Regions from separate parts of the Cricetulus griseus genome. Here region 2 is linked to region 1. Evidence: chromatin contacts called from public Hi-C data. All regions are on one chromosome and are shown on one strand. The core of a region is the stretch at or near the end of the contact, and the rest is flanking DNA. Distances in the headings are between cores, read along the strand shown.

Region 1 (6,139 bases), core at 1,979-4,478:
GCACCTCCCCAGGAAGCACTGTCAGTCGATGAGGGAGTCCAGGCTCCAGGACACAGAAAGCCACGGTAGAGCTGGGATTTTAGATCTGGCAGCCCCAAATCAGAGCCCTTTACCCACTCTGACCCACCCCATCCAGGCCCATGTCCTGGCCTTGGAGCTCCTGGTACAGGAGACAGAGCAACACCTGAGACACCATTCAGCCTTCTGATCCCTTTCAGCCTCCCCCCCCCTTTGACTCTTAGGCCCTGCAGCCCCACCCTCACCCCCTGGAGACTTCTCAGATTCACAGCCAGCTCTCTTTCCTGAGAAGCTCTGTCATAAACAAGGCAAGGCCCTGATCTGGCCTGCCTCTCCGCCCCCGGCCTTCCTCACCTAAGGGAGCCCCGGTTATAAATATGGGGGTCACACCTTATACTCAGCACCTTTCATCTGGGGTGCTCCTGGCTGCTGGGTGGCTAATTAAGCTTCTCCCTGGGTAGAGTGAGTAAGAGCTGACATCCCAGCCTGGGGAGCTGGCCCTCCTGGGGAGACAGAAAAGTGAAGAAGCATCACCTTGGGCCGCCTACCTCTCTCTCCACATTCTTTGTCACGGGAACCTGCACACAGGTCCCCATTCTCTGGCTTATAATGAAGGTCATTATTGAGCGCTTACTATGTGCCTAGGGCTTGCTACACTTCTTCCACCTATTAAATGTTAACCACATGGGCTGAGCACCAGCTCTATTGTGAAATTGCACCCGTGGCTCCCATGATGGGGCTTGACTCCTGGCTGGCCAGAGGCCAGCGCTTCCACACATGACCTCATGAGAAGCCCCGAGTGCCTGGCACGGTGTCAGCACCAGAGAAGTGATGGCTGTTATTACTAATCTTCGGAATCTTCCGACGAGGCAGAATGCTGTGTTTTCCCATTTCCCAGATGAGGCAACTGAGGCTCGGAGAGATTACGACATTTGCTGGAGACAACACAGAATCAGGAGCTGACTTGAACTGGTTTGAATTGGAAAGGGAAGTTGTTTTTTTTTTTTTTTTTTTTTTTTAAATGTGTTCTCCTTAGCTCAAATGGCCTGGAGTCCATTGACCCCCCAAAGACTGCCAAACACTGGAGTGGTAGGGGCCCTGGACAGGAACTCTCCTCTCTCCTTTCTCCACAGCAGGGTGCTGGTGGGCTGAGCTGGACCATCTAATACACACATCCTAATCCTCCATTCTTCTAATGAAGAAAGGGACTGTGCTAGGAAATGCCTCTGTGCCGAAGCCTGAACAACAAAGGGGCTCTGGCTGGCACTTGCCCCATCCTCTTTTCCAAGTTGGTATGAGTACCCTGGGCTCATTGGGGAGGTGAATAAACAGGAGGGGTGGGAAGTGAGACTGCCCTCTATCGTGCCTGGAACAGCAGGGCAAGGACAGGGTGGGCTCATCCTTCGTGGCCCTCTTCACATGTCATAATTGAGAGACGAGTGCCAAGTATACAACAGGTGCTTAACAATGTCCCCTGAAGAAATGGGCCCTAGACAAAGCATAGAATGCACAGATGGGTAGTTGACATGCTGTCTTTTTACTGCTGCCCGACACAACTCATTCCATCAAATGTGATTCTCCTCCAGGCTTCAAGGAAGGGCCTAAACAAATCTGATTCCATGAGAAGTTCATGATCCATGAGCACGTGGCCGGGGTTCCTAAAGGCAAGATGTCATCCTGGGTGTGGCTAAGATCTCAGTATTCAGGATCCCTTTGGAAGAGTGAGATCCCTGGGTACCAGATGTCTGGACTTTGCCCGTTCTCTCTCTCTTCGGCCTTTGTCCTCTCATTCCTGGTACTGGGTTAGGTTCTCCCCAGGACCTTCCTAATCCCCCCTCCTAGACTCCACTTGATTATTTCCTCAGAAAGCCCTTTGGTGACAGCTTCCTCATCCTCAGTTTAAATCACAGATGCTCCTTGATGATTTGTAGTGAAGCCATGTCCCAACAAGCCCGTGAAAAACTGAAAATGCCAGGAAGTGTGAAAAGTGCACTCACTACCTTAACTTACTGAACATTGCCACTTAGCAACACAACACACCATAGACCACAGGTTGTTTTTCACTTGTGACTGTAGGAACTTCCTGCAAAAGAGTATTGTGTTTATTGCTAGTCCAGGGGGGAACCCAGAATTTAAAAAATCATTTGTGGTTTCTACTGAATGCAAATTATTTTTGTACCACCTTAAAGGTGAAATCATCGTAAGTTGGGGACTGTTTGTAGTTCCCTATTTATATGTCATCTTTGAATGCCTTAATGTTTCCCTTCATAGGAATTTGGAAACTTTTTCAAACTGGGGCCGGTGAGATGGTTCAACTGGTAACGGTGATGCACAAGCTTCATGACCCGAGTTTGGTATTAAAACTTTTTCAAGGGGCTGGAGAGATGGCTCCCCAATTAAGAGCAGTGGCCACTCTTCCAGAGGACCCGGGTTCAATTCCCAACATTCACATGATAGTTTACAACCATCTGTTATTTCAGTTCCAGGGGATTCGAAGTCTTCTTCTGGCCTCAGAGTGCATTGCACACATACGGTACACAGAAATACATACAGGCAAACACCCATACACACAAAATAAAATTTAAAGTTTTCAAGCGCAGTCTTAGATTTATGAGAGTGTTTAAACAAGCATGTCCTCTCTGCTGAGTACCGAATGGGTGGGAACTTTGTCAGGGTCACAGTTTATCCTCTGTACTTTGTCTGCTGGGCATATTGTATACTGGAGTGGATGATCGACTCCCAGCCTGGGTAAGCGAGCAGAGCTGGTGGTGGTTCCAGCACCAAGCGGCCAGCAGCAGATTTGGGATGAGCTGCCTAGGAAAGTGTGTTGCACACGCAAGTTGGAGAACCATCTACAAAGCACTTCCCCAGCTCTTTGAGCCCAGTTTGGAGGGTCCCTCACGTGCTGTTCGTCACACTGGCCACTGGAGGGCACTGTTGCCACGCCCATCGCCCGCTGCGCGGCGGGAAAGGCCCTGGGAGGCCTGCTGGGGGAGAGCGGCTGGGCGGCCACCGTTGTCAGCAGCCGCCGCCCGGGGCCGCAGACGCTCCGGGATGCCGAAGGGCCGGCAGCGGCCCCAAAGCTCCGTGTAGGTCGCCCCGCCGCGCCTAGGTCCAGAAGGTTCGCGAGGTTGCGGGACCAGGGGAGGAGGCTCGGACGGGCTGGGTGCCAGCGAGGGCGGCGGAACCTTGACCGCGGCCCCGGAGGCAAAGGGCAAGCCTCCGCGTGATGCCTGGGCGAGCAAAACAAGCCGGCCATCTTGGTGCCCTTAACCCGCTCCTGGCCGCTCTGGGCGCGGCCAGGAGTCCGACCATCGAGCCCCGCGGCAGGCCCGGGCTTTGGAAAGCGAAGAGCCATGGGCCTGGGGAGGAATGTCTAAGAATGGGCAGAAAACCCGAGGCCCTGGCACGTTCCTCGGGGTGTTTGGAAATGCTGTCAGTTAGCCATTAGCAGGCCGGGCGAGCGCTTCGGTCATTGATTGGATTTGTTCCAGTCGCCTCCTCGTTCTTTTTGCCCTATATTCAAAGAGCGTAAAGTCTCAGGTGGTTGAAGTGGGTCAGAGTGATCATCAGGCAGGATCAGGGTCCGAGACAAGGTGGTATTCCAGTGGATGCCCTCGGGTCACGCCAACCCAGGGTCAAGGACTGGCTGCCCCAGTGCTGTAAGCGGCCAGCTCATTACCAGTTTCTCAATCATTCTGATGCCATCTGAGGAGCAGAGGACCCCACACTGCTCCTCCTGGCTGCATAGTTTACACATGGGTTTTCAATCGGTTGTAGCTTTCATGTTCTAGAATATTCTTTCTTCTGTCAATTCTTCAAGGTCTGTCTTAAATATCAGACCCACCAGGAAGCCTTCCCTAATTTCCCCCTTTGTTTCAAGTGAATCTGTCTCTCTCTGGCTGACCCATCTACATACCATCATCAGGGCCTCCACTCCTTAGTCTTTGTGGCCGCACCCTCCCCTTTTGAGTGTCAGGCCCATCATGAAATTGGTCTTCCTTGTAAGTCATGCAGGAAAGGGTACCTGCAAGAGAATTACCAAGTGATTGAGTGGGTTTTAATCTGGATTTGGGCATAGTATTTGGGCAAGGTTCTCGTATGTTTTGAACAAAAGAAGATGTAATGGTGTTTTCTTAAACCCTGGGATGGAATCCTTTTGTGTGTTTGACTACTGAAAGTTATTTTGGATAGAAATGTCAGGGTGCTGTAGGAACCAGAACCATAGGTCTGAAGCAGGCCGAGAAGACGATGAATCTTTCAGAAAGCCTTTGTGCTGCTCTATAAGGCCTGGGCTGAAGACTAAGCTAATGATTCTCAATCTGTGGGTCTCCACCCCTTCAGTCATTTGTGTCACCTACAGGGAAACACAGATATTTACATTACAGTTCATAACAGTAGCAAAATTACAGTTATGAAGTCACAATGAAAATAGTTTTATGGTTGGGGTCACCACAACATGAGAAACTGTATTAAAAGGGCCTGAAGCATTAGGAAGGTTGAGACTTGAGGTGTAGGCTGAGGTGACAGGAGGAGGCAGGAAAGAATAGCTTGTGGCAGCTTGAAGAAGACTGGTGCCATAGGAAAGAGCCCCCTTTCTTCCTTTGAAAAGATGAGGCCGGAGTCCTCCCATGAAGGGCTCCTGGGAGCCGCTTCCATCCAAGCCTTGGCCACAGGTGATTTTCTGAATGCTCACTGAGGGGAAAACAGAGTTGATTTTGTTTATTTATTTAAGGGGAAAAATAAATGAGCTGTGATAAAACAATTTGCAACCAGGCCCCTCTGAGATTTGGGCTTTCACTTCCTTGATGGGACATAAAACAGAATGAATCCCCCTCTAAATAAAAGTGAAGTTAATAATCAGACAGCTCAAGCCCTGGCCACATCCTGTCAACTCCCTCCCTCTCAGGGCTCACTGTTTATAGCTGCTGAGCCCTCCCTCCTTCCCAGCCCAGAGCAGCTTAACTCTTTCCTCCTCGCTGGGGAATCCCCAGTCTGCAAGCCTCACACCTCTGGGGTTGATATGGCCTCAGTAAACGGTGGCTGTCTGTCCCTAGGTATGTCCATATGGGAATGTCCCCCACAGGCACCTGCCTTTTTGCTTCTGGCCATGTACTTAATTAGCCTAGCTTAGATTGTCTCACAGAAAACCCACAAAGTCCCCTTTCCATTCTAACCCAATGTGAAAAAAAAAAAAAAAAAAAAAAAAAAAAGGCAAGTTCACTGCCATTGGATCTTCATGCAGCCTTTTTAGCCTGGTGGTTTCTAGGAACTGTATTCTGATGGATATAGGCACAAGTGTCTGGGGTTTGGGGCCTGAGTTGGAAGCAGTACTCTGTGCCTACCACTCTGCTTCCTTCAGCTGCCTTTAGTGTGTTTATTTCTTCCAGAACTCCATGCAGTCAGCATTCATAGTCCCCATTGGGTTAGGGGCTCTGGCTGAGCCTGTTGAGGATTTTTTATTATTCTAAGCAACAGCTTTACCTGTAGGGCAAAGATCAGGCTTACTTTACAGAAATGAGCAGCCTTAAACGCCTTGGCCAGTGTTAAGCTAATAGCAGAGGTGGAGTTTGAAGTCTCGCTTTCTGACTACCAAGCCTGCACCCTCAGCCCTTGCTCTCAAGATCTCTTGGAGATTGCTTTCCCTGGAGCCAGGAGTTTAGGAATTTAGGATAATTTCAGGGATGCATTGCATAGGTCTCAAAGCCCAGGGGCTTTCTGAGACTATTCTAGCTGTGCTGTGAGTTTCTAGCTTTCTCCCCACACTAGGGGAGGCAACAAGAAGAGAGAGGGGTGAACTGTGGTGGCCCTTCCATCTTGCCTTCTCTAGGCTCTGGGACAGTGGTTGTAAGGCAAGATGGGATATAAAGCAAATTTTGCATCCCTCATCCCTTCATTTGGTTGGCATCAGGCCTCAGAGCGGGGGTTCAGACACAGCTGCTTCATCTGCAGTACCTTTGCTTCGGTCCCTTTATCTTTTCACTTGCAGGTTCCTCGCCTGAAGTCACAAGCAGAATTTCAGGATCCCATTTGCCGTGTGGCCTGAGGCAAGTGGCAAAAACTTTTAAAATGGTTGTGGAGGCCTCTTGCAGCCTCTTTATGCTGCCATGGCTACTGACTG
Region 2 (6,139 bases), core at 1,607-4,106, 520 kb after region 1:
GCATTTGAAAGGTGGGGGGCAGGAGGATTGTCTGTTTGAAGCTAAGCAGGGCTATAGAGTAACTCTAGACCGACAAATGCTATATAATGACAGTCTGTCTGAAAATTTGGAACATTTTCATAATGCATGGCCAGACCCTGCAGAGGAAGGATTTTCTGTCAAGTATTAGGAATAGGGTTAACCTTAGGTTTGGAGGGCCATCATCTTGCCCAAAGTCAGAGCCTTCAAGGGTAACTAAGGGATTCCATTATTGTCTATTTGGGTGGCTTTAAGCAATTTATTAACTTCTTTGACCTACCAAATACATAATAATGATAATAAAATAATAACCACAGGCGTTTGCCATGAGAATTACTTGCAATGGTACAAAAAATACTAATTTAGCATGGTGCTTAGTACCTAAGAATTAGTAAATTGGACCACAAGTATTTTTAACCCCACCAAATATCACAATTTCTAATACCTATCAGGTAATCAAAAATGTGTGTAGCTATAAAGATGGAGTGGTACATGTGTACAATATACCAGGAAACTGAGGCAAGAGGATTGCTTAAGTTCAACAGTTTGAGATCAGCTTGGGCAGTGTAGTGAGATCTCCATTTCAAAGAGAGAAAGTGGAAGAGTAAGCAAGTAAGTAGTGCTAAATCCTGGTGATTACATCATCTACCTTCCTTGGTTTGGTCATTAGGGGAAGCTGTTGGATTCAAACTGAGAGAACAAAGCTAATTTATTCATTTATTTGAAAATATTTATTGAGCACACACATAAGAGAAAGTGTACTTCCTGCCTTCAAGAAGAGGTTCACAACCTTAAAGCGGAAACCAAGTATGCTAACATCCTCTGTTTCTAGATAATGCATGATAAGTACCATCTCAGTAAAGACAATTAGGATGTTTAGGTTACTAATCCATCAAGGGATCCTTGGTTAGGATGGCTAAGGTGGGAACCTTGTGTGCTGGGGTTTTGATGGGCCAAGAATAAAAGTTAATTGTGTGCAAGCACCATGGGCTGAGCCAAATGAAGAAAGTAAATGCCTTGGTAGGAATGTTGACTAGTCTGGGCTGGCTGGAGGACAAGGGTTGGTGTTGGGGTGTGGTGAGTGACAGGTCTAGAAAGAGCAGTGTGGACTTGCCTGGAAGGGCCTCAGATACCAAGGCACAAGTGGTGGAAACCAGAGAAGCTGCAGGGACGATGAGGAGAGAAACTGAACTGACAGCTGTGTTCTGGTGGACCCACACAGGGAAGCTTGAGACAGGAAGGATACTGCCTGGCATTAAACCTCTTAACAACTCACAAGTGCCCTCAGATGGGGAAACCAAGGCAGTGCAAGCCCAAGGTTGCATTATTCCCAAAAGCTAAGGTGAGGTATGAACTCTAGAGTTCATGTGGAGGGATATGATTGAGCAGGAGTCATGTGATGATCTTGGAAATGTAAGGGAAAAAACATACTGGCCACTCTGTCTATCGTAGGGATAGGGAACTGAAACAGAAATTCAACATTAACAATAAAATCTGGGTTGGTGACCTTCTCAGTGAGTAAAGCTGCTTGCCACCCAACCTGATGAGCTGAGTTTGACCCCTGGACCTACATGGTAGAAAGAAAGAACTGATTCCTGAAAATTGTCTTCTGATCTCCACACATGCGCACACAAATAAATATGATTTCAAAAGTAAAATCAAATAAAACCAAAGGGAAAGTGAGGTGGCTCAGGCAGTAAAGGCATTTGCTTTATAAGCTGGAAACCCAAATAAAAGAGGGAGGAGAAATCTTACTTCATAAAGTTGTCCTGTGATCGCTATACATACATCAGGCACAAATACATAAATACATACTTTAAAAATAAAATTAAAGTCTGGGAACTAGAGGAATTTAAATATAAATGATGCCTACATTCATTAGATTGAACCAAAAGGATAAAGCCAAACATCTTATCATGATGACGCAGCTGACAATGAGAACAGATCATCAAGAATTTTTCTCTCAACAAAGAGAAGAAAACCAAAAGCAAAGAGGAAAAGCAGTCTGTGTAGCAGCTTCCGAGTGGGAAGAACACATGCGTTTTGGGTTTCTTAGGGTACCAGGACAACATTTACACTGAAAGGCAAAGAGAGTCTCAGGGTAGGTGTTGGTGGATAACCAGGTTGAAAGACCACACAGTGTAGGCAGAGTTCATGGATAACAGAACACACATACACAAATGACTAGCAGCTCCCTCAAGCTTTCTGAAGATGCATCTGTATGAATTTAGTTTCCTCTTAATTTAACCTGATGCACAATGCCTGAGAGAAAACAAGTGCTGGTTCTTTTTCATTCCCTACTTAAGCTGGAAAAATATCAAACAATTCTAGAATTCTTGAGAAACAAAACCTTCGAGCCAAAGTTCCACGGACTAATGCTGCTAAGCCAGAAATTACCTGTCAGTTGAGATGGGTGACAAGAGAGCCTGCTTCCCTGAGAGGATAGTCAGGGTCTCATGTAGCCCTGGCTGGCCTTTAACTCACTATGTAACCAAGGGTGACCTTGAACTTCTGCTCCTTCTATCTCCATCTCCTGAGTGCTGAGAGAACAGGCATGAATTACCTCACCCAGTTTCTGTGACACTGGGGATCAAACCCGAGGGGGTCACACATACTAGGCATGCACGCTACCAAATGACCTACACACTTAGCCCAACTTGATCTTGAACTGGTGATTCACCCAAAAGAGCAAGGTCCTATGTCAGTTGAAATTTTGGTCAGTCCTTGAGTTAGGGAAATAATTGTCCTTTATTGTCACTTCACCTCCCAACAGCTTATGAGTGAGCACTCACAATGGCATGATAGATGAGTAAAAGGCATTACTTATTTGTATACTGCAGTACTCTGGTCACTCACATGGGCTTTGAGTCATATTGGCCTAAGGAGAAAAGCTCAGGCTGCTCATGAATGCCCTCTTCCTTTTCTCTCACACTCCCTTGGCAGAGAGAGATGCCCAGATGTTCCTGTTTACTGGCTGCACCTTCCCCAGCGGTCATATGTGGAACAGGAACTGTTAAAGGTTTCCAGATCCTGGGGTGAAAGGTGCCTTCTAAGTCACATACTTATCACAGGTGCAATAGCCTCAGAATGTAGCCCCCAATATACTCAATAAGGCTTGTTCTCTGAGATCATCTTTATCATTGTAAGATTGGATATCTGCAATAATAAGGGGCCCTAAAAACCACCTCTAATGACAAGGACAGATAGGACAGGACTGCTGGAAAAGGTCTTTCTGTTTCCAGGTGCTTTTGTGGATGCCCTTATGGCCAGACTGTGACCTTTCAGGTACAGGGGAGTTGATCACAGACTCAACACCACCAAGTGGCTGTGGTGCTGTCTATGGCATCCTCAGAAAGAAAATCACAGAAAAAAAATCAAGGAAGAGGAGACTGGATGGGAAAAGTCATAGGAAGAATACAAATCCACCCACACCTGTGAGGTGATCCCAAGGGATGAGACAGAGGGAGTTACAGAGATTTTCTTCAGATAAGAATTATATTGTATATGGAATATATACAATGGAATCTTTCCCAGGAGACCTGATTCCACAAGGTCAGGGATGCCCTTTTGTCATCTGTGTGGTCAGATCCATCAGCATGACGTCTCAGGTGTCATGACTATTCAGAAAATTTTTATTTTGTTGTTGTTAAGGTACAAAAAGTCCCTCAGAACCAGTGTTTTCTAACAAGAGTTACAACTTTTGTCTGGCTACAACTTCATTATAGCTGAAAAGGACTATAGATGTCAACATGTCCAATTCTCCCATACCACTATGCAGAAACAGTATAGCCATTTTAAAGATTTTGTTTCCCTGCCCCCTTTAAGTATACTGTACTCACAAAGGACTTGGTCTTTCCACTGTGACATTTTAGCCATTTTGGTGTAATTCACCACATAAATAGAAAGATGAAAAATCATAGGCTTATTATTTTGGTCTACACACATTGTTTATTTTTGCAATGCTATGTAACTTCCTACAGATCACATTCTATGCCAGATACTCTGAATCCTGTGTGACCAGGAATCTGAATTTGTAACAAGTATCCCATAAAGCTGATGAAATTCATTGCAGGTGTTCCACAGACCACAACCCAGGGACATACATTACATGGCATTTTGTTATCTTGTGTTAAGGGTTGAAAGTTACATGGATGAGTAGCTGTCACCACAATCTATCAGAAACATTTCCTCATGACATTTAAGAAATTCTATTTTGTATAAAAAGGAAAAAATGTTTTGGTTGACCCTACAATGAAATATCACCTTACAATAACAAGCAGATTAGCTATAAAATTAACAGTAAAACTTGTCAAGAAGGATATGGAGAAACTGGAACCCTCATCTATTGTTGGTGTGGTTGTGAAATGATGTGGTCACTTTGAAAACCAATTTGACAGTTGTTCAACATGTCAGACTACAGAGTTAACATGTGATCCAGTAATTCTACTGCTAGCTATATTCCCAACAGAATGAAGACATGTATGTATGCAAAAACTTGTATACAGATGCTCACAGTAGTGATATTTTTTAATAGCTAGAAGTAGAGAGAAATAATTCACATCCCTTGAGACAAAAGATTGGAAGTCTGAGGCTGGAGGATGATATGAGGAACGGAGGGAGGGAATAGAGAGTCACTGCTAATGGAATGAAGGTTTCTTGGCTGGGGCAAAAATATTCTAAAATTCAACAAGGCATATGACATTATTTGAGTGTGGTGGGTCAAATGTAAGAAAGAGAGGAAATGATAGAGACTTCGGCAAATTTTGGATGGCATGCTCATCCTAACGGAGGCAACCACTACTCAGCTCTATGAATCGTCACTCTGCAGGAATGTGACATAAGGCTGTCAGTTTTTATAGTTTTGAAACAAAGCCAGAAGCCTGGATTTTATATGAAGTTTCTTAAAATTTAAAGGCTGATACTGAATTCATTTTTTAAAAAGACATTACTGATAGCTACAAGTAAAATAATTTTGTAGGCTCCTGGACCTCATGGCTGCCAGCAGGTGACCCCCAATCACTGTGATCTTTCCTTTGCAGTTGCTGAAGTGGACTGCTTGAATTCAAGAGGCTCAGAAGTCTTTGTTAACCAGCCTCCACAACCTGGAGAATCTAACCAGTTAACAGATATTCACCATCAAACTCTTAGATGAAAGGTACTAAGAAGTTAAGGACAGCATTAAATATAAGAAGATGATTTTCATCTCAAAAGGCAGGTGCTGCACCAGGGAAGGAGCCAGCTCCAGCAGCCTGCACAGGGCAACTGTGCACACGGCACTAAATTCAAAGTGCACGTATCCCTGCACACTGTTAAGGCCCCAGCTTGTGATGCTTCAAACTGGCTCTGGACCTTCTGAATTCATTTACTTTTCATTGCTTCAGCGAACAGCAGGAGGAAACAGACTCATGGATTCTCAATGTGCTTATGAGCTTCCATTTAAGGTACAGCTCATTCTTCAGAGTCAGATGGGACCAGACACTCGAGCCCAGGTGCTCTCCCGACTGGAAGATACTTAAATCCATGAGTTGGCTCCACAGCCAAAATACTGTTTCCAATGATTCTGTTGTGAAGAAATTTCCCAGGACAGGGACCTTTGAGGCTGATCTATTACTGCTTTCATAATCGAAATAGCAGGTGAACACAAGGTGAAGGGGCAGCTGATCTGACGGAGAGACATACAGGTGTCCTTGGATATGGACATTGCTGGGGAATCAATTTGTGTGCTTTCTCAGAGATGTACGGGACAGATTGCTGCAATTAGTTAAGGGGTACAGATGTCTGCAAATCTATGCGGCAGCAGCAGTTGGGAACACAGAGCAGTGGGGAAAGCTGAGCAGAAGCATGTTTCTGTGTTTGAGGGACGGCTCCCCAATGGTTCTCTAAAGCAGACTCTAAAGATAACAGCTTAGGAAGGGTCAGTGTCCTACTAGCCTTTGACAGGGACTTTTAAACCTCTTCCAAGAGTTTGTTAGTCACGTGTAGGGAAAGATCAGGATCTGAAGTGTGCAACAGACATAAGGTAAAAAACGCATCCCCATTTGTACATCCCAAAATTCTCCCACATCACGAAGACTCCTTGACAGAATCTTAACAGACTACATTCTGCTCTGTCCTCTGGTAG

The links. A called contact is a pair of places that touch in the nucleus more often than the background predicts.
Region 2: a contact with region 1 is called in a Hi-C map of liver, with 5 times the contacts expected there. The contact joins two enhancer-like sites. A contact is called at or near these places in 4 of 8 Hi-C or Micro-C datasets (the CHL-YN cell line, the CHO-K1 cell line and liver).

What each region holds. Positions count from the first base shown.
Region 1 is chr5:123,501,548-123,507,686 of CriGri-PICRH-1.0, forward strand. No RefSeq gene overlaps it. Among named protein-coding and RNA genes, the nearest start is that of Zfp36l1, 21 kb to the right of the region's middle. Within about 2 kb of position 3,229, at least 1 of the 6 cell types and tissues checked has open chromatin away from gene starts, as enhancers often do.
Region 2 is chr5:124,025,410-124,031,548 of CriGri-PICRH-1.0, forward strand. All of the region lies in intron 8 of Rad51b (DNA repair protein RAD51 homolog 2), which reads right to left. Among named protein-coding and RNA genes, the nearest start is that of Rad51b, 310 kb to the right of the region's middle. Within about 2 kb of position 2,857, at least 1 of the 6 cell types and tissues checked has open chromatin away from gene starts, as enhancers often do.